2 separate regions of the Mus musculus genome follow, and region 1 is linked to region 2. Evidence: chromatin contacts called from public Hi-C data. All regions are on one chromosome and are shown on one strand. Each heading gives the region's core, a stretch centred on a gene start, on an enhancer-like site or on the middle of the called end of the contact. The rest is flanking DNA. Distances are from core to core; before and after follow the strand shown.

Region 1 (4,128 bases), core at 1,044-3,543, 93 kb before region 2:
GTGCAGCACTGAGATGTCTCCACCATCCCTCTATACTTTCTCTTCATCTCCATCATTTGAAAGAAAGAAAGAAAGAAGTTGGAGGAAAATGTCTATCTAGTTTTCCCGATGCCAGAGTGGAAGCACTTGCTCTTTTTTGTGTCCCTTTGTCATTTTTGTCAAAGATAATTTGATCATACACAGAGGAGTCAATTTTGGGGTTCTTTATTGGGCCACATTAGTTTATGTGTCTGCCTCAGGAAATATTAGGTGCCCAAACTTTGTGTCTTCCTACCTTCCTTCCTTCCTTCCTTCCTTCCTTCCTTCCTTCCTTCCTTCCTTCCTTCCTTCCTTCCTTCCTTCCTTCCTTCCTCCCTTCCTCCATCCCTTCTTTCTTCTTCCTTTTTCCTTTCCTTTCCCTTCCCTTCCCTTCCCTTCCCTTCCTTCCCTTTCCTTCCTTTTTCCTTTCCTTTCCCTTCCCTTCCCCTTCCCTTCCCCTTCCCCTTCCTTCCTTCCTTCCTTCCTTCCTTCCTTCCTTCCTTCCTTCCTTCCTTCCTTCCTTCCTTCCTTTCTCCCTTCCTCCATCCCTTCTTTCTTCTTCCTTTTTCCTTTCCCTTCCCTTCCCTTCCCTTCCCTTCCCTTCCCTTCCCTTCCCTTCCCTTCTCCTTCCCCTTCCCCTTCCCCTTCCCCTTCCTTCCTTCCTTCCTTCCTTCCTTCCTTCCTTCCTTCCTTCCTTCCTTTCTCTCTCTCTCTCTTTTTATTTTTGATGTTGTTTGGTTTTTCATTATCTTATTTATTTGTTCACTTTACATACCAAATGCAGCCACTGCTTCTCTTCCCAGTCCCCCCTTCAAATGCAACTCCCCCACCCTTCCCTCCCATCTCTGCTGAGAAGGGGAAGGCCCCTCGCCGGGTATCAACCCCACCCCTGGCATATCAAGTCACTGCAGGACTAGGCACATCCTCTCCCAGTGATGCCAGTCAAGGCAGCCCAGGTAGGGGAACAGGATCCCCAGGCAGGTAAGAGTCAGGGACAGCTCCTGTTGCAGTTGTTGGAGGACTTGCAAGAAGAACAAGCTGCAATCTCTGCTACATATGTGAGTGGAGGGCTAGGTCCAACCTGTGTCTGCTCTTTGGTTGTTGGTTCAGTCTCTGAGAGCTCCCAAGGGTACAGGTTAGTTGACTCTGTTGATCTTCCTGTGGAGTCCCTGTTCCCTCTGGGTCGCTCAATCCTTCCCGCAACTCTTCCACAAGACTCCCCAAGTTCCGTCCAATGTTTGGCTGTGGGTCTTTGTATCTGTTTCAGTCAGCTGCTGGATGGAGCCTCTCAGAGGACAGTTACGCTAGGTTCCTGTCTGCAAGCATAATAGAGTATCATTAATAGTGCCAGGGATTGGTTCTTGCCCATGGGATAGGTCTCAAGTCATTGGCTGGCCTTTTTCTCAGTCTCTGTTGCAACTTTGTTTTTTCATGATTGTTTTTGACTATTCAGTGTTACTTGAGTTTCTATATGAATTTTAGAATTAACATTATTTTATTTATTATTATCATTATTATTATTATTATTATTTGTTGTTGTTGTTGTTGTGGTTGTTGCTGTGTATATGGTATGGGGGAGGAGGCTGCACATGCCGCAGTGAATGTGTGGAGGTCAGAGGAGCACTTTCAACGTTTTCTCCTTTCACTGTGGGATTCTGGGATTGAACTCAGGTCCCTAGGTTTTCAAGGAAAGCACTGCTATTTCACTGGTCCTAGGATTTGTGTATGTGTGTCTGTGTGTGTGTGAGTGTGTGTGTGTGTGTGCATATGGGTGTAAAAATGTCATTGGGATTTCCAGTGAGCACTGCTTGGTTCTTTAAGTGCATTTGGGAGCCTCTGCTATTTAATCCTATTTGGTCCTCTCGTTTATTTGTGTCTCCTTTAATTTGTTTCATCAGTGTATCATGGTCTCTAGTATTATACACGCTTCTTGTTTCTTTGGCTTATTCCTACACATTTTGTTCTTTTTAAGTGGAATCATTTTCATAATTACTTTTTAGATCATTCATTATTAGTGCATAGGAACGGGGGCTGCTTTTGCATGCTGATTTTTGTGTGTGTGTGTGCTGCCACTTGGCTGAATTTGTTTCTTAGGCAATTTAAATGTCTTACTTCTGTTATCTCATCTAATCTCCATAGCCGCCCAGTGCAGGAGGCACCATTGCTGTTCTCAGAGATGAGGAAAGTGAGGCTCCGAGGACTTGGGTAACGTGTCCAGGGCCACCCGGTTGGAAAGACTTCCAGTCTGGACTGGCTGTCAGCAGGCTTAGCCACAGCCATTCTGACTATGACACACATACATCATTTTCTGATAAGGAGTTTTGTAAGGCTCCTATGGGGTAAGCTTGAGAGATGCAGGGAAGAAGGGGAAGTGCTCAGTTCGGAATGGTTTGGTTTTTAAATATATATTTGAAGAAAAATGCCACTGAACATACAACATAAAGAGGCATCCAGTGTCCCCAGTAAAAGGGAAACATTGAAAAGACTTTCATGTAAAGTGTACTCTAGCAACATTTTAACTTTAGGGATTATTATTTGCTTTTTATGTGTAGTGCTGAGGTTTGAACCTTGGAGCCCATTCTTGCCAGGCAAGTGCTGTATCCCCGAGCTGCCCCCCACCCCCTGCCCTGGGATGTAAAGTGAACAAACAAACAAACAAACAAACAGTTCTTAGTTTACTATTCTAGTTTATTTTGACACAAGTTCTTGCTAAGCCACCAAGGCTGGCTTCGTCTGTTTTTATATTGTGGCTATCTAGGAGGGACCACAAGAGACTCCCTTTAAAGAGATTAACTTTGAGTGGAATTCGATGAGCTTCCTACAGACAGTTCCCTTGCCCTCCTAAATGGAAGAGCCTTCTGCAGGGTTCTGGAGGGGATCCAAGAACTTGGAAGCCTTCTTGGTAAGAGTAAGGAGCAGGCATTCTTGGAGATCCCAGGATGGACCCTAAAGAAGAGGACAGAATGATATGAAGAATATGAGAAAGGGGAGCCTTGTAGCAAAGTGCCCACAGGTCTTTACCGAGGAAACTTGGACCTGGAACTCAGTAATCAGGTGGGGACTGTATGATCTGTTAAGACCACACCCCTGAGTACTGTAGCCACAGCTTTCCATAGTGAATCTTCTGTAACTCCAGAGGACCCAGAAATAAATTTCCCTATTCACACACACTCCTAAATAGAGGACATCTCACTTAATTCAGGAAAACAGAGACAAAGTGGATAGCACAGACTATGAATCAAGTGCTGGGGATGGTAGGGCAGGGGGGAGGGGGGTTCTCACCGCGTTCTTACAGGTACAAGCATTGCCCCAGGCCACTGTGAGACAAGCCAGACAAGAAGAGGCCTCTAGACCTGAGCTATGTGTTCCTCCCCTACTGGGTGTTCCTGTGGTGTCTGCAGCATGCCTCTTTCTTGGCAGAGCCTCTCTTGATGGTCCTTGCAAGGTTGTCTTAGAGAGTAGGGGCCCAGGCTTCCTGGGTCATGCCTGGCCCCACACTTGTCCACTTGGTGCGTCCTTTAAGGAAGTCTCACAGATCCTTGGTTAGAAACCAAGAGTGAGGGAGTCTTCCTCTTTCGAGATAACCATCTCTTTTCGTCCGAAGACCCAGTCGACCGGGAAAGACGGTGACAGAAAGGGCCTTGACATGCCACGTTCATGTTCTGTTCTTGCTTTTTTTAAAAAAGAAAAAGACTGCTTTCCCATGGTGAGGGGAGAAGTCAGACTTTCCTGTTCCTCTTGGGCCAGGCATGAAGCAATTTTCAGTTCTGATGTTGACACCAGGTCAAAGACTCAGACTGTCTCCCTGGGCAAGGCTCCTTGGACTTCTGAGCTCTGACCTTTTGAACAAGTGCGTGACCAGTGGACCGCAGTAGCAAGAAGTATGCATGGTCTTAGTGGGTGGGGAACAGGTGAAGGATTGGAAGCAAGAGCTGAGACCCCGGAGTTATCTGCATGGGTTTGACCATAAGCTGCATTCTCCAAATGCTGGATAAGTTACTTGATAAAGACCCTTGAGTCTTTATATCCATCAGGAAAGTGGGGGATAAAGGATGGGAGAGGCCAAGAAAACCTATGTGGAGAGGTGAGTGTCAGGCACAGAGCATGGAA
Region 2 (4,417 bases), core at 699-3,198:
TTGTAGATGTCCCATTCTCCAATAAACTGTCCTCTGCTGTCTCCATTGCTTGGTCCATCTGTTTCCTTCTAGGATTCTCACGGAGAAAAACCTATGGCCCAGCTGCCTTCCAGAACTTACTAGTACAACCGTATCTCCCACCTGCCTTGTAGAAAGTGAGTGTTTACTTCTCCAGACACCTGTACTGAAGGAGAATTGAGTTTACTGATGTCAGCATTGAGCCGTGGAAGAACAGCAGCAAGTGGGTGGGTAATTTATAAAAATGGCTAAGAAAAGGGAAACCATTCAAAATGGATAATGTAAGACCATCAGTGAGGCCTGATCATGCAGGACTGTAATCTGAGCTACTTAGGAGGTTGAGGCAGGAGGTTTGCAATTTTAAGACCGGTTTGGGAAACACAGTGAGTCCATAGCAAAGCCTGGGCTATTCAGAGAGAGCCTGGCTCAGAATCAAAGGAAAAAGATGGGTGGGTGGGTTGATAGCTCAATGGAAAGGTGCTTGCTTGCCTAAGGCCCCGAGTTCAATCTCCAGTACTACCCCAAACAAACACCAAATGAAACAAAAAAAAGTTTAGGGATACTGAGTCCCACAGAACATTATAAAGAAACTGAGAAAATGCTGTGCTTAGGAGCGAGACCAATTCTTTCATAAATTTTCTAAACAAATATTTAAAACCCTAAAGATCTATTGATAAAGATGCTCAATGTAGGATTCATCAAAATTAGCAGTGAGGGCATCATAGACAAAGATCAGGGATCGCTGGTCAGGAAAATCCTGCCAGACTAGAAACCAAGTGGGTAACACAGCTTTGTAGTTTCAACCCATCCACTTGCATGATCCACCACACTGCCCAGACCTGCATATGTCTTACGGGCCAGCTCTCCCCATGGTCACTGTGCAGATGACAATATTGAGAAAGTCCTCATGTGCATGAGCTTATATAGATTGATCGCTTCCTTAGAAGACTTCCATCACAGCTGAAATGGTTCATCGGAAGAACTGTGGGTAGCAGGTGAAAGTCCTTATGGCAGAAGGCCTGGTCTTTAATCCCAGCACTCAGAAGATATCGACAGAGGGTCTTTGTGAGTTCAAGGCTACCTTGCTCTACTTAGTGGGATCCAGGCCAACCAAGGTTACATAGTGAAACCCTGTCCCCAAAACAAAATAAGGACAAAGAGATTTTGCATGCTTAACAATCCCATGGTTTAAACATGAAAGTGTTTCTAGATGGTGTAGGGTCTATTCTTATTTTTTCTCTTGTTTTCAAATTGTATCGAGCTGATCATTAATAACTGCCACCCCCTAAGTAGACAAAATCAATAACAAGACAAACAGTATTCCCCACTGCCCTCCCCACACACATATGAACCAAACACAGACTACCAGTCACCTGAGCTCAATTCTCAGCCAAAAGCAGTACAAAGAAGTCATAAAACCCAAACCAAGTGCCTCTTCTCACGCACCATCCTTCCAGGGAAACAGCCCTTTGATTCATTGCGGAACTACACACATATACCAGCAGATCTAAGTTCCCCTCAAATAAGCCAATATTGATTTTATTATCAGGGAATTATAACATGCATGTAGTTAAGATGTGAGCAGCTTTATTGTCTGCCCTTTGAGGAACAGGCTGGGGTCACACTCATTGACCACCCTGACCCTACTCAGCAGGCCAGGGAGCTTAGACCACTACTGGGAGGTGGGTCTTGGAGTCCCTGGTCTGTGATGTCACATTGGGGATGGCCCCCAATACTGTATTTCTCACTCTTCTCCTGGCTTCATCCAGATACCTCTACCTGCTTCCCGACTCCTTGGCTCTTGGGCAAACCACATTTAGGTTTTTTTTTTTTTTTAACTCTCTCCCTACCTCCTTCTTGCCCCACCCCCAACTTCTTTAGAATTTAGGCCAATGATTGCACAAAAAAACAGGGAACCATGGGGCCCAACACTCATATTGAGCAATAACAAAGAAGATTCATAAAATTAACTGGAAGCCACGTCCCAGGGCAGTTTCCTACTTATGGGACTCATGTGATTTTGGGATAAATCACTAATTTCTGTGCATGCGTGTGTGTGTGTGTGTGTGTGTGTGTGTGTGTGTGTGAATGGAAGCCAGGATATCGTATATGCTAGGAAATCCTTCAGCCACTGAGCTGATGTTTTTTCTTTGGAGCATGAGCATAGCACAGGTTCAAGATCATAAAGACTGGGTTGGAACCCCCACAACCATTCAAAAGCCAAGTGAGCTTACAGCGATGTTGTTTCATTCATTTGTCTGCACAATGGGTCTAATCTTCCTTTCTTCTGTGAATAGTAGTAAGGTCATTGCACCAATGCACTTTAAAGACACCAGGATGTTAAGAACATGCCAAGGACAGTTCAAGCCCAGGGACTGTCAGTTGATCAGTGAGATTGAAAAGATCCATGCCTTTACTTAATTATTTTACAAACAGGAAACGTACATAGTCTTCATCAAGTGCCGCCAAGTCTCCTGAGTTCTACCCACATGGTGAAAGAGATGTAACTACCGTCTCCAGTTTATAGTGAGGAAACTACAGGGAGTAGAGGTAACTTGTCCCAGGTCATCCAAATAGCAAGGCCAAGATTCTGGACTCAGGAAATACAGTTCTAGAGTCCACACTCCTCACCATTACACAGCAACATTTCTCTGCTTGTGAGGTTTCACACTGCAAAGAAGAAAGTGTGAGAGCTAAGATAGATTAGGCGTGACTCTAAGATCTGCCTCTTTATTGTGTGGTCTTGGGGTGGTTCATGAATCTCTGAGCCCTGATGTCTTTATCTATAACATGGGAATAAAATAACACCCGTGTCATGCTGTTCCACAGAGATTCAATTGAGGCTTGCTGCTGTCTTCAGGGATGTGGTGAATTTCACGGGGGATGTGAGTTAAAATTTGTACGCCAGGTTCTACTGAAGCCAAGCCCCAGCCACTTTGTTTTTGGTTCATTTCAGACTTCCTCAACTCCAGTTGTCTTTTTTTTTTTTTTTTTTTTTGAGTGACAGCCAGTAATGACACATCTTCCCAAGTGGGGAGAGCTCTGCACACACCCTTTCTGACACTGGGGTACTTGCCTTATGGATAGGGGTCTGCAGGTTCCTCTTCACACACCTGGGTTGATTCGAAGCTTCGTTTCTCAGTCCCAAGGCGTTAGTTCTCAGCCTCGCCTTTCCGTTGGGCTCCAAACGGCCAATGTGATCCCATACTTTTCTGCCTGTTTCCCAAACCTTGCCAGCTAATTTTAGGGTTGAAGGACAGCTCTGATGAGCCTCCTGCCCACGTGGGGTTAAAGTTACCAGTGGCCTCTGCTTCTGGTCAGACCCGCTGGGAACAGCAGCAATCACTTCCCGAAGCTTGGTGTGGGCAGGAGCTGGGCCAGGGCAGTGGGCAGCAGCTGGGCAGAACATTTCCAAGACGATGGGAGGCTCGCCACAGCCCACGTTTTTCACAGAAAAGGCATTGCCTCTAATTCAGCGTGGCCTGATGTTATCCTGTTTTCCATATTGTTTTGGCTCCAGAAAGACCCGATGTTTACTACTGCAAGAAAAACCCCAACCATAGTCTCTGCCTTACTAGAGGCCCCTTTAGAGGATAAATGCTGACGGATGATTTGGACAATAAGGGAGGCATCCAGCTGCAGTTCTTTACCCTCTGCTAAAGACATCACAAGCCACATATTGATTTTTGGAAAGAAAAGAACTAGGAAGAAGCATGGGCCAATTAAGAATAAAACTAATAGTTTATTACCCTCTGATCTCTCAAGCAAGCAGCAGTAGGAGCACATGCTGCCTCCCTTACCCCCGTAGAGACATAATAACCAGGCAACTATGTACATAACCTCCTATTAAAATCCAAGTCAGAACCATTTGCTCAGGTCTCTTTGCTGGATCCTGATGAGTGCTCTCTGCTTCTGCAAAAATTTCTTCCCTTTTCTGAATGGTTGTTAGGGGGGAAAAAGCTCCTTTCTCCTCTCTTGCCTTACCAGGGGCCCCAAGGATGGCCCAAGTAGGTGAATGGAGTCTTGACAGTCAAATTCTTCATCTGTGTGCTCCACCCACCTCCATGGAGAAGACTGACTGTGTGTGCTACTTGTGGTCAGAGACGGAGAACAATGTGACAGGAAAGATACTGAGTAGTAAAGAGGGTGTGGAGGAGTTGCCAAGATTGACGCTCTAAAACATCTGGGTTTCTATGGTGTGCTGGAATCTGGAGAAGTTTATGAGTCCTCTCCTAAAATAACTCCTCGTCTTAGGCACACTGATGGCAGAGATTTTTTGATTTCCAAGTTGTCTTGACTTGAATGTCCATCGGCACTGGAGATATGTGCACGGGGTGGAGTTTTAGATGTGCGAACTGTGTTTTGTTAGAGTTTGAGGACTTTTGTCCAACTGTGCTTA

What was found. A called contact is a pair of places that touch in the nucleus more often than the background predicts.
Region 1: a Hi-C map of peritoneal macrophages shows a contact between it and region 2, with 2.6 times the contacts expected there. The contact joins two enhancer-like sites. A contact is called at or near these places in 3 of 484 Hi-C or Micro-C datasets (bone marrow-derived macrophages, liver and peritoneal macrophages) and 1 of 115 datasets of contacts at active chromatin or transcription factors (neural progenitor cells).

The regions. Positions count from the first base shown.
Region 1 is chr2:160,267,671-160,271,798 of GRCm38.p6, reverse strand. It overlaps Gm46773. Among named protein-coding and RNA genes, the nearest start is that of Gm34805, 20 kb to the right of the region's middle. Within about 2 kb of position 2,293, at least 18 of the 459 cell types and tissues checked have an H3K27ac peak or open chromatin away from gene starts, as enhancers often do. A contact at or near this core is called in bone marrow-derived macrophages and peritoneal macrophages, where this site is marked.
Region 2 is chr2:160,173,817-160,178,233 of GRCm38.p6, reverse strand. No RefSeq gene overlaps it. Among named protein-coding and RNA genes, the nearest start is that of Gm34741, 6.4 kb to the right of the region's middle. Within about 2 kb of position 1,948, at least 4 of the 459 cell types and tissues checked have an H3K27ac peak or open chromatin away from gene starts, as enhancers often do. A contact at or near this core is called in bone marrow-derived macrophages and peritoneal macrophages, where this site is marked.